Regions from separate parts of the Sus scrofa genome. Here regions 2 and 3 are each linked to region 1. A link is a contact called in public Hi-C and promoter capture Hi-C data. All regions are on one chromosome and are shown on one strand. Each heading gives the region's core, a stretch centred on a gene start, on an enhancer-like site or on the middle of the called end of the contact. The rest is flanking DNA. Distances are from core to core; before and after follow the strand shown.

Region 1 (2,893 bases), core at 151-2,650:
CGTGGCAACTCCAGGAATGGAAGGCCAAACCCACATTCTGACTTTAGAGCCTGTCCCAGTGTACCCAAAGCACGTTGTAGGCACTCAATAAAACTTTTAAGGAGTTCCCGTCGTGGCTCAGGGGTAAACGAATCCGACTAGGAACTATGAGGTTTCAGGTTCGATCCCTGGCCTTGCTCAGTAGATTAAGGATCCTGAGTTGCCCTGAGCTATGGTGTAGGTCGCAGACGCGGCTCAGGTCCCGTTGCTGTGGCTATGGCGTAGACCGGCAGCTACAGCTCTGATTAGACCCCTCGCCTGGGAACCTCCATATGCCACAGGAGCGGCCCTGGAAAAAGGCAAAAAAAAAAAAAAAAAAAAAAAAAACACTTTTAAATGAGTAGTATAATTCTGAGATTTCATTAGCAGTCTTTTATGGGTACAATGCTTCTTGACTCAATTTTGTAGACTCATTTCTGGTAGCTTGCGATTTGTTCTTCATTATAAAAAATATCATTTACTTTTTTTGAAGGAGAATAATGGCTTCATGTTAAAATGCAGATTTTCGAAACAGTCTTCACTGTAAAAGTCTTTCAAAGGACACGAGTTCAAAAACTGTAAAGAAGGGGCTCGACCTGTCCATACTATATAATGTTCACTGGGGAGGAGAAAGTCCAGCTTCTTCCCCTAACCCAGCCGTTCCATTCCCATGCCAGTCTCCCCGACTTCCTGCAGGAGCTTCGCCGAAGGTGACCTCCCCCATTCATACCAGGTTCTAAAACCTGACCTTGCCCGGCACAACCAAAGCCGAACCCCGCGGTGCCCTAAGCTGGCCTAACCCTACTCACGAACTCAAGAGGGCACCAGCCAGAGTGTGGATACTGTGAGGGATACTTTAACTTTTTAAAACATTTTATTCCCGAGAGCACGACCAAAGGGCCCAACCCACCACCCTCGAATCTCCCGCCTCCTGTGCCTCAACCGCAAACTCCAGGCGGACCGGTGAATGACCCTCGGGACCGGGACACAGGCAGCCCGGAGGCGGGAAAAGCCTCAAAGCGAGCCAGTTCTGGTTCCCAGAGAGGCCCAAAAGAGCGCGGGGAGAGCTGCAGGCGGCCGGGAAGGGGCGGTGACAGTTGTGACCCGGCTCGACACTCTCACCTTGAACATGTCGCTGGCAGCGGCGGCTCCGGCGGGGTCACCCGGCCTCGGCCACGCCCACTATAGAGAGGTAACTACGGCGGCCGATTAGGGCCCGATTCCTCCGACCGCAAGCGGGCCGCGGTGCGGGTAACAGGCGTACAGCCAATTCGATCCCGCTAAGGCTTAACTCGGAAGCTTGGGCTGCTAGCAGCGTCGTTGAGCTGCAGCGCGTCGCGCCTCAGGCGGCGAACACAAGCCCCGCCTTCCGGAGGCTCCGCCCCTGCGCCGGCGGTTGCTAGGCGGCGGGAAAGCGCCAGCTCAGTGTGGGCGGCACGCGGGGGCGCTAGGAGGGAGGCGCCGAGCGCAGAGCCGTGCTGGGAATTGGCCTTCGCCGCCGTGATTGGGCGCCAGCAGCGTGGGTTGGGAAGCCTGTGTGCGGAGGCCGCCGGGCGGGGGCGCTCGGCAGGCCTCTGGTGGCTTCGAAAGCCTCGCAGCCGGAAGCTACCGACCTCGGGGGCCTGGATTTACCTCACAAAAGGTTTTTAGTTTTGTGGGGTTTTTTTTTTCACCCTTGTTTAGCCATTTCCAAGATTTTAAATTTAAACTAATTTGCCTTGTCCTTTAGTCTTGAAAGAGCCCGACATTTTTTTCTTCTTTAAAATGCTTAAGCGTATGTTTCTCACAGGGAATCAAATGTTTGTCCTTTAATTAGAGTAGAAATAAGTAATAATGACAAAAATTATCTTATTAACAAGAATAGCAACCACCAACAGCGTTTACTATGTAACTTGCTCTGATGTAAACTCCTTACACATACTCTTCTTTCCAACAACCCAAGTAGGTGGGCACGATTATTATCTCCCGTCAAATACATGAAGAAACCGAGGCTCAGAGAAGTAATATGTGGAAGGTCATACAGAAGGAAAGTGGGAAGCCAGGATTCAAACCTCAGTAGCCTGGCTTTAAAGCCTGTGATCGCAAGTAAACAACTGTTGTAGTGTCTCATACCGGGGTTGTATTTCATGTTTCATTCTGTATTTCATTCTAATCCCGCAGCAAATGTAAGCCCATCCGGGGCAGGCATCCAGAAGATTTTGGGAGTTTGGTGCGGTGTCACTGCTCTCCAGCCAAGATCACTAAGAATACTGTAGTTGAACAAGCTGAGTTCATTTCTCTTTGGTGCCAGGAGAACGCACCCTTGGGAAACGGTGGGGCATCTCAGTAAGAGGGTGTTAGATTTATTCTAGGATTTGGGGCTTTGGTTGGGGGGTTTGCGGGTGAGTTCAGGGAAGCGAGTCCTTGTTCTGGATTGGGTGGTGCTAGGAAGCCAGGGCTAACACGAAAGCCCAGGTGTGGGTGCCAGGCCAGCTCCCAGATGTTAAGGGCTACTTTTCTCTTTCTCAAGAGAATTGTATATCCCTAGCCTTCCCTATACCTAAGGAGAACTATTTAGGAGACTCTGAAGGCTCTGCATCAGTAATGGAATGTCATATGTGTATAAGAGTGTGACTTATAAATGGTAAGTTAGGGCAGAAATTCTTAATTCTGGAGGTACATGAACTTGGGGAAAAATTACAACTTTATTTTCACTAACCTATAACTGAACTTTAACAGTTCTTTAAATTGTGGTGTAGGTAACCACAGTAGTTCAGCGGTACCTATGACTTTGTCATCAGTAGAAAGCACAGATATTTTCATATCATATTATAGTCACAGCAGATTTCTTGAAATATCATTTCTGCTCATTACCACTTCACAAGTACTGTAATTA
Region 2 (2,893 bases), core at 225-2,724, 110 kb after region 1:
ACTGAATCAGTGTGCTGTACACCTGAAACTAACACGACATTGTAAATCAACTCTATTTCTATTTTAAAAAGAAAGAAAAATAGGCTTTAAAATTAGAGTATACATTTTAAAAGCATTTTCTAGATTACAATTTAATCAGATTAACAAAAGAAAATGTAAATTCAAAAAATATTAAGACTAAGCCAACGTAAGGTGTTTAATATTCCGAGTAAGGAAAAGGGCATAAGCGGCCTAGAAAAATGAAAAGCAAAGCACCACAGTAACGTTACATTTGAATTAAAGAATACCGTTATTTAAATAAGCAGTTAGCATTTCGTAGGAAGAAGGCCAGGCAACGTGACTATTATATATCTAGTCGAGTCACAGCACTGCTTCGCTATTCCGTACTTACTGCTTATACTTATAATATAGAAATAAAGAGGCAGCAACAGTTAGCCACTACAACATTAACCGCTCTGGCGAAGGTTACTTTAAAAATCGCCTTGCATTTTTACAACACTTTACAGCTATAGATTATTTTCACATATATGACCTCATACAGTCCTCACTATCCTGTGATGTGGCTATTACTGACTACATTTCATAGATAGGAAACCGAGGTTCGGTAAGCGATTTTCTGAGAGTCACCCAGTCGAACCCAGACCTTCTGATTCCGCGTTTTCTGCCTCGCATTTCGCATAGTTCTATTTCAGGCATAAACAGAATTTTTAAAGGGAAAGAATGGGTTAGGGAGAAAATAATCATGGTACCTGCAGCTGTGTGCTGCAAAAAATGGCTGAATTATGCTTCTTCCCTTTTTTTTTTTTTTTTTTTTTTTTTGGCCTGGAAAAAAATTAAATTTCAAACAATTTTAACTAAACTCAAAGATAAATTAGATCCCGGCGTTTACCAAATGTATGACTGAGGTCGGTGCAGAAAGGGCTACCGAATCCGTGCCTAGCGCGGGGCCGCGGACGAAGCCCGGGCTCCCGGAGGCCGGAGGGCCAGGGGCGGCTACGCACCTCGGGGGTCTGTCCAACCTCTAGTGGACGGCAGTCTGCATCAGGAAGAAGCGGGCCGGCTGGCCGGGCGATGGGCGGTCGGGCGCCGGGACGGCACTCGGCAGGCTTCTCGAACGTCTACAAGGGGCCGCTCCCGGGCCGGGCCGGGGCGCTCCGGCGGGGGGCGAGTCTGCGCGCCTGCGGCCCCCACGAAACCAGTCCTGGGAAAGAAGACAGCGCTGAGACGCTAGTCAAGACAGTCGGGCTCGGCGCGAGGCGGCGCGGCGTCGGGGCCGGGCCCGGCCTTGGCAACGCCAGGAGCCTCGCAGCGCCCTGCGGGGTTCGGCAGGAGGGCCGATTCGGCGCCTCGGGTGGAAAGAGGGGCTGGGGGGCCGCGGGCAGCGGCAGAAGCGCCGGCGGGCAGCGGCAGAAGCGCCGGCGGTGGCGGCGTCAACGACGGCGTCTCCGGGCTTCTGCCCCGAAGCGCGCGGAGCCTCAGGATCACCCACGCCGGGGGTGGAGGAAGGCGGGAAAGGGGCGGGAAAGGGGCGGGAAAGGGGCGGAGCGAGCGGGGCCACGAGCCAGGGGCCGCTCCGGGCCGCGCGCCCCCTGTGGGCCGCGGGAGCCGCCCGGGGCCCGCCCAGTGAGGCGGGGCCCGTCGGCAGGGGGCTCCATGCGCCGTCGTCGCAACGCGGAAGGCTGCCACGCGGGTAGGGAGGTCGAAGGGTGGGAATGCGAGAGTTGGAGCGCGGGCCCGTGAGGCGCCCTGGGCCCCAACTGGCGCCTCGAGGGGGCCCGCGAGGGCCGCGGCCCAGAGGGTGTTTACCTTCCCCCTGGTCGAGCGCCAATGCCGCCATCTTTCAGCCAACGCGCGTCACTTCCGGCGCCGCGGGAGCGGGAGCGGGTGTGGGAGTGAGGTGGGGGCAGGGCTGTCCCACGCCCACGGGGCCCCACGTTCTGCCGGCTATGCCGGCGGGCCTCACCGAGGGGAAGGCGGCGCAGCGTTGCGGACGCGGGCTCGGCCAGACGCGGTTTCCCCCGCGGCTTAGCCGTCGGGGCTGGAAACTCGGCAGTGCTAGTCCCCGCGCAGCGGTCCTTCTTCGCTTACGCGAGCGGTGGGCTCGAGCCACTGCGGTGTGCCCACCCTAGACAAGTTGAGGGTTAAGAAACCCGGAAAATGTCTTTTTGCATCTTCCACACGGTGGGGGTGGCGGAACAGGGACGACGTGGAGGGGGCTTTGGCGTATCTACCTGTGTTGTAAACGTGACTGCATCTGCGCCAAATGACATCATTTATTAAGGCAACTTGCAGGGGATTGTTGCGTCATAGGGTTCCACTTGGCTAGTTGCAGAACAATTACGCGTTTCAGAAATACATTTCCCAGAGGTGAGAAAATTCATAGAAAACGGCTTGTCTGCACCACACAGAAATGCCGGATCTGAAAACGCTGTTCTGTTTCTATTTGTGTCAAAATCAGATGGCAAGAACGAACATTCAGAAGGCAGTGGTTTTTTAGTTTTTTATTTTTAACAAATCGATTCTAGAATCGTAGCTAGTGCCTTTTACATACCGCGTTTTCTTGATTTAAGAATTTAAAATTACATCACAGGACTGTTTTGTAAATGTGTCGTTTTGAAATCTCTGTAGGAAAAGTGTAGATGACAGAAAAACACATTTGGAAGCCAATGGTTCTCCTGTTAACCTTAAATCATCCGTTGCCCATTTCTGATCCTAAACTGAGAAATTTCTCCTGCCCCCACTCACTGCCGCCATTTTCTCTCTAGACCTATATCCCAAAGAACTTACAGAGATGTGTGGCTGACAGCGATCATTATCTCTTTCTAGCAATCTTGAATATGTCACGTTTCCCAAGAGGCCAAAAAAGCACACGGTGGTACTGTTTTGCTGAAAT
Region 3 (2,893 bases), core at 132-2,631, 110 kb before region 1:
CACCCCCATGTTCATTGCAGCTCTTTTCACAATAGCCAAGACATGGAAACAATGCAAATGCCTATCAACAGACGATTGGATTAGGAAGATGTGGTATGTACACACAAGGGAATACTACTCAGTCATAAAAAGAACAAAATAATGCCATTTGCAGCAACATGGACAGAACTAGAGACTCTCATACTGAGTGAAGTAAGTCAGAAAAAGACAAATACCACATGATATCACTTATAACTGGTATCTAATACACAGCACAAATGAACCTTTCCACAGAAGAGAAAATCATGGACTTGGAGAATAGACCTGTGGCTTCCCCAGGGGGAGAAGGAGGGAGTGGGAGGGATTGGGAGGGTGGGGTTGGATGCAAACTATTGCTCTTGGGATGGATTTACAATAAGATCCTGCTGTGTAGCACTAAGAACTATGTCTAGTTAACTTATGATGGAGCATGATAATGGGAGAAAAAAGAATGTATACATGTATGTGTAACTGGGTCACCATGCTGTACATTAGAAAAAAAATTTTTTAAAATAATAAATATTTGGTCAGGAGCTATTACCAGCCTTATCGTCTATATGCATCTCCAAAAAAAAAGAAGAAAGCATTCTGTTAATTAGAAAAATTACAAGTAGAGGGGAAAAAAATCGAGGAATCCAAATAGCTTACCTGAGGAAATTCTAAACACCACAAGAACAGACAAGCACACATTCCTTTAGTCATGAGAGTGATGACGTCATCACACGTCGGGTCCCCTCTGGAAAATTCCAGTCAGAGTAAGGCAAACAACCAACTACTAATACCAGGAAACTAGTTTTGAAAGGATACTGGGGCCCTCGGGGGCCCCCTCAGACCACCCTATGAGAACCGCTACTCTAATCCTCTTATTTCCCCATCGCCCAAGGCCAGGTCTTTCCAAGGAAGAAACAGCAAGTCACTGGTCCAGGGTCCACAGGAAATCCCTCTCTTTCTTTTGCAAAGGTTACCAAGGGGACGCTTAGCCTCCAAGGTCGGGCTTTCGGGAAGGCTCCGCCACCCACCGCTAGACGGCGCTGCTACAGAGCCCCGCCGGGCGCCTTACCACCCGCGCCCCCGCCCTCGCGGGTAGGGTTCACAAGGGCGCCCGGAAGAGAGGGAGGCGCCCGGAAGCGGGGGCGGTCGCGGCCTCATTGGACGATGCATCGCCGCCTCACGGCCAGGGGCGGGGCCTCCTCTCGGTAAAAAGCGGAGCCTCGCAGCTGGAGAGCGCGCGGCTTTCGTCGCAGTCAGCGGGTTGTGTTACGTTGCTCGCTGAGGTTCGCCGGGTCATGGTGCCATCCTGACTGGGAAGAGGACGCTCCCGGGAAACGAATGAGGAACCACCTCCTACTACTGTTCAAGTACAGGGGCCTGGTCCGCAAAGGGAAGAAAAGCAAAAGACGAAAATGGCTAAATTCGTTATCCGCCCGGCCACTGCTGCCGACTGCAGTGATATCCTGCGGCTGATCAAGGTAGCGGGAAGCACGGGCTCCTCCCGGGCGGGGGGCGGGGGGTGGGGTCTTTGTCTCCGGCAGGTTCCCCTTTCTCCGCCCGCGTCGCTCCTGGCGAGTCTTTGGGAACAAATCGCCGCCCCGCCCACCCCATTCCTCTCTAGCTGGCCTGCTGGGGTCTCACTTAATTTTCTGTTTCTTTCCCAGGAATTGGCTAAATACGAATACATGGAAGAACAAGTAATATTAACTGAAAAAGGTAACGCATCAGTGGTTGGTAGGGCGGGGAATGAGCGTCCGGTGCCAGCCACCTTGATGGCGGCCGACATTGTCCCCCGCTGCCCTTTCTTGCAGATCTGCTAGAAGATGGTTTCGGAGAGCACCCCTTCTACCACTGCCTGGTTGCAGAAGTGCCCAAGGAGCATCTAACTCCGGAAGGTAATCGCCCTCCCCTTCCAGAAGCCGGAGAGACCGAGTGTTGTGTAAGACGTAGTGTCTGCTCTGTAGAAGCACTGACAACACGGGCTGAAGTTAAGCTACTAAGAAGTTGGCCAGAAATAATAGCCAGCCAGTGTTCAAACTACTGAGGAAAAAAAATAGGTGTGCTGCACTTAATAATAGGGCGGGTTAAAAGAGCTGTTTAAGTTCAGTGCTGTGGAGCCCCGAAGAGTTTGAGCCGATTAAGTAAGTATCAGAGTGCTGTGGAAACCCGGAAAAGTTAGGTATAAAGTCATTTGTTGTAATTCAGTTTCATAAATGGTTCTTGTTTGACCCTAACGTAACCTTTTTTGTATTTGTGTTAAATTACATTTTTTTCTTTAATTTGTCCCAATCTTCAGGTTACAGTCTCTAGCTTCGCCATGTACATGGCCCTTCCGTGTACATGGATGGGCGGGGAGGTAACTAAAAGATCCTTTACACAATAAAGTAGATGATCATGATAAATGAGGTAAGGCCCTGTTATCACACACTTAAAACACGGTAGATCAGAAGCTCCATTGTACTCGCTTCCTGTTTGCAAAGGACTATAGAATGGCTAGAAAGTTTAATTTGAAACCTTTGTCTCCAATTGGAATTACAGACACCCATTAAGAGGGAGTCAGATGCTTTTTTTTTGCCTTTTTTTTTTTTTCCTTGCTGGTCGTGGTTGACTGGTCAGAAGACAGAGCTAAAGGGGGAAGTTGTTTTGGGGGGAGGTGATTAAGTTTTTCCCTGAGGCCATTTCCTCATGCTAGAAAAAAAACCGTGCAGAAAACATAAAGGGATGAGGTACTTTCCAGAAGTATGTGGATGTTACATCATACCTGGGTACCTCTGCTTCTTCCGGCTTAACAACTGGAGAGAGCAAATTGAAGATGTGTGAATTGGAAGGCAAGTTCTGAAATTAAACATTGCACTTTTGGCCCGATGTCCGGACATTAAGGAAG

What was found. Promoter capture Hi-C pulls out the DNA fragments that hold promoters and counts their contacts. A called contact is a pair of places that touch in the nucleus more often than the background predicts.
Region 2: a Hi-C map of embryonic fibroblasts shows a contact between it and region 1, with 2.7 times the contacts expected there. The contact joins the promoter of KLHL15 here to the promoter of APOO in region 1. A contact is called at or near these places in 2 of 5 promoter capture datasets (fetal liver and liver), 6 of 47 Hi-C or Micro-C datasets (embryonic fibroblasts, heart right ventricle, liver and 2 more) and 1 of 2 datasets of contacts at active chromatin or transcription factors (alveolar macrophages).
Region 3: a contact with region 1 is called in a promoter capture Hi-C map of fetal liver, with 4 times the contacts expected there. The contact joins the promoter of SAT1 here to the promoter of APOO in region 1. A contact is called at or near these places in 2 of 5 promoter capture datasets (fetal liver and liver), 17 of 47 Hi-C or Micro-C datasets (alveolar macrophages, blood, embryonic fibroblasts and 11 more) and 2 of 2 datasets of contacts at active chromatin or transcription factors (alveolar macrophages and skeletal muscle).

What each region holds. Positions count from the first base shown.
Region 1 is chrX:20,016,384-20,019,276 of Sscrofa11.1, forward strand. It overlaps APOO (MICOS complex subunit MIC26), which reads right to left and starts at 1,401. Exons shown (of 9, transcript XM_005674464.3): 1 at 1,141-1,401. The coding sequence starts at 1,149.
Region 2 is chrX:20,128,116-20,131,008 of Sscrofa11.1, forward strand. It overlaps KLHL15 (kelch-like protein 15), which reads right to left and starts at 1,475. Exons shown (of 3, transcript XM_013986014.2): 1 at 1,002-1,475. EIF2S3 (eukaryotic translation initiation factor 2 subunit 3) reads left to right here and starts at 1,593. Exons shown (of 13, transcript XM_003134980.6): 1 at 1,593-1,690.
Region 3 is chrX:19,906,656-19,909,548 of Sscrofa11.1, forward strand. SAT1 (spermidine/spermine N1-acetyltransferase 1) reads left to right here and starts at 1,382. Exons shown (of 6, transcript NM_214358.1): 1 at 1,382-1,487; 2 at 1,674-1,725; 3 at 1,821-1,904. The coding sequence starts at 1,422.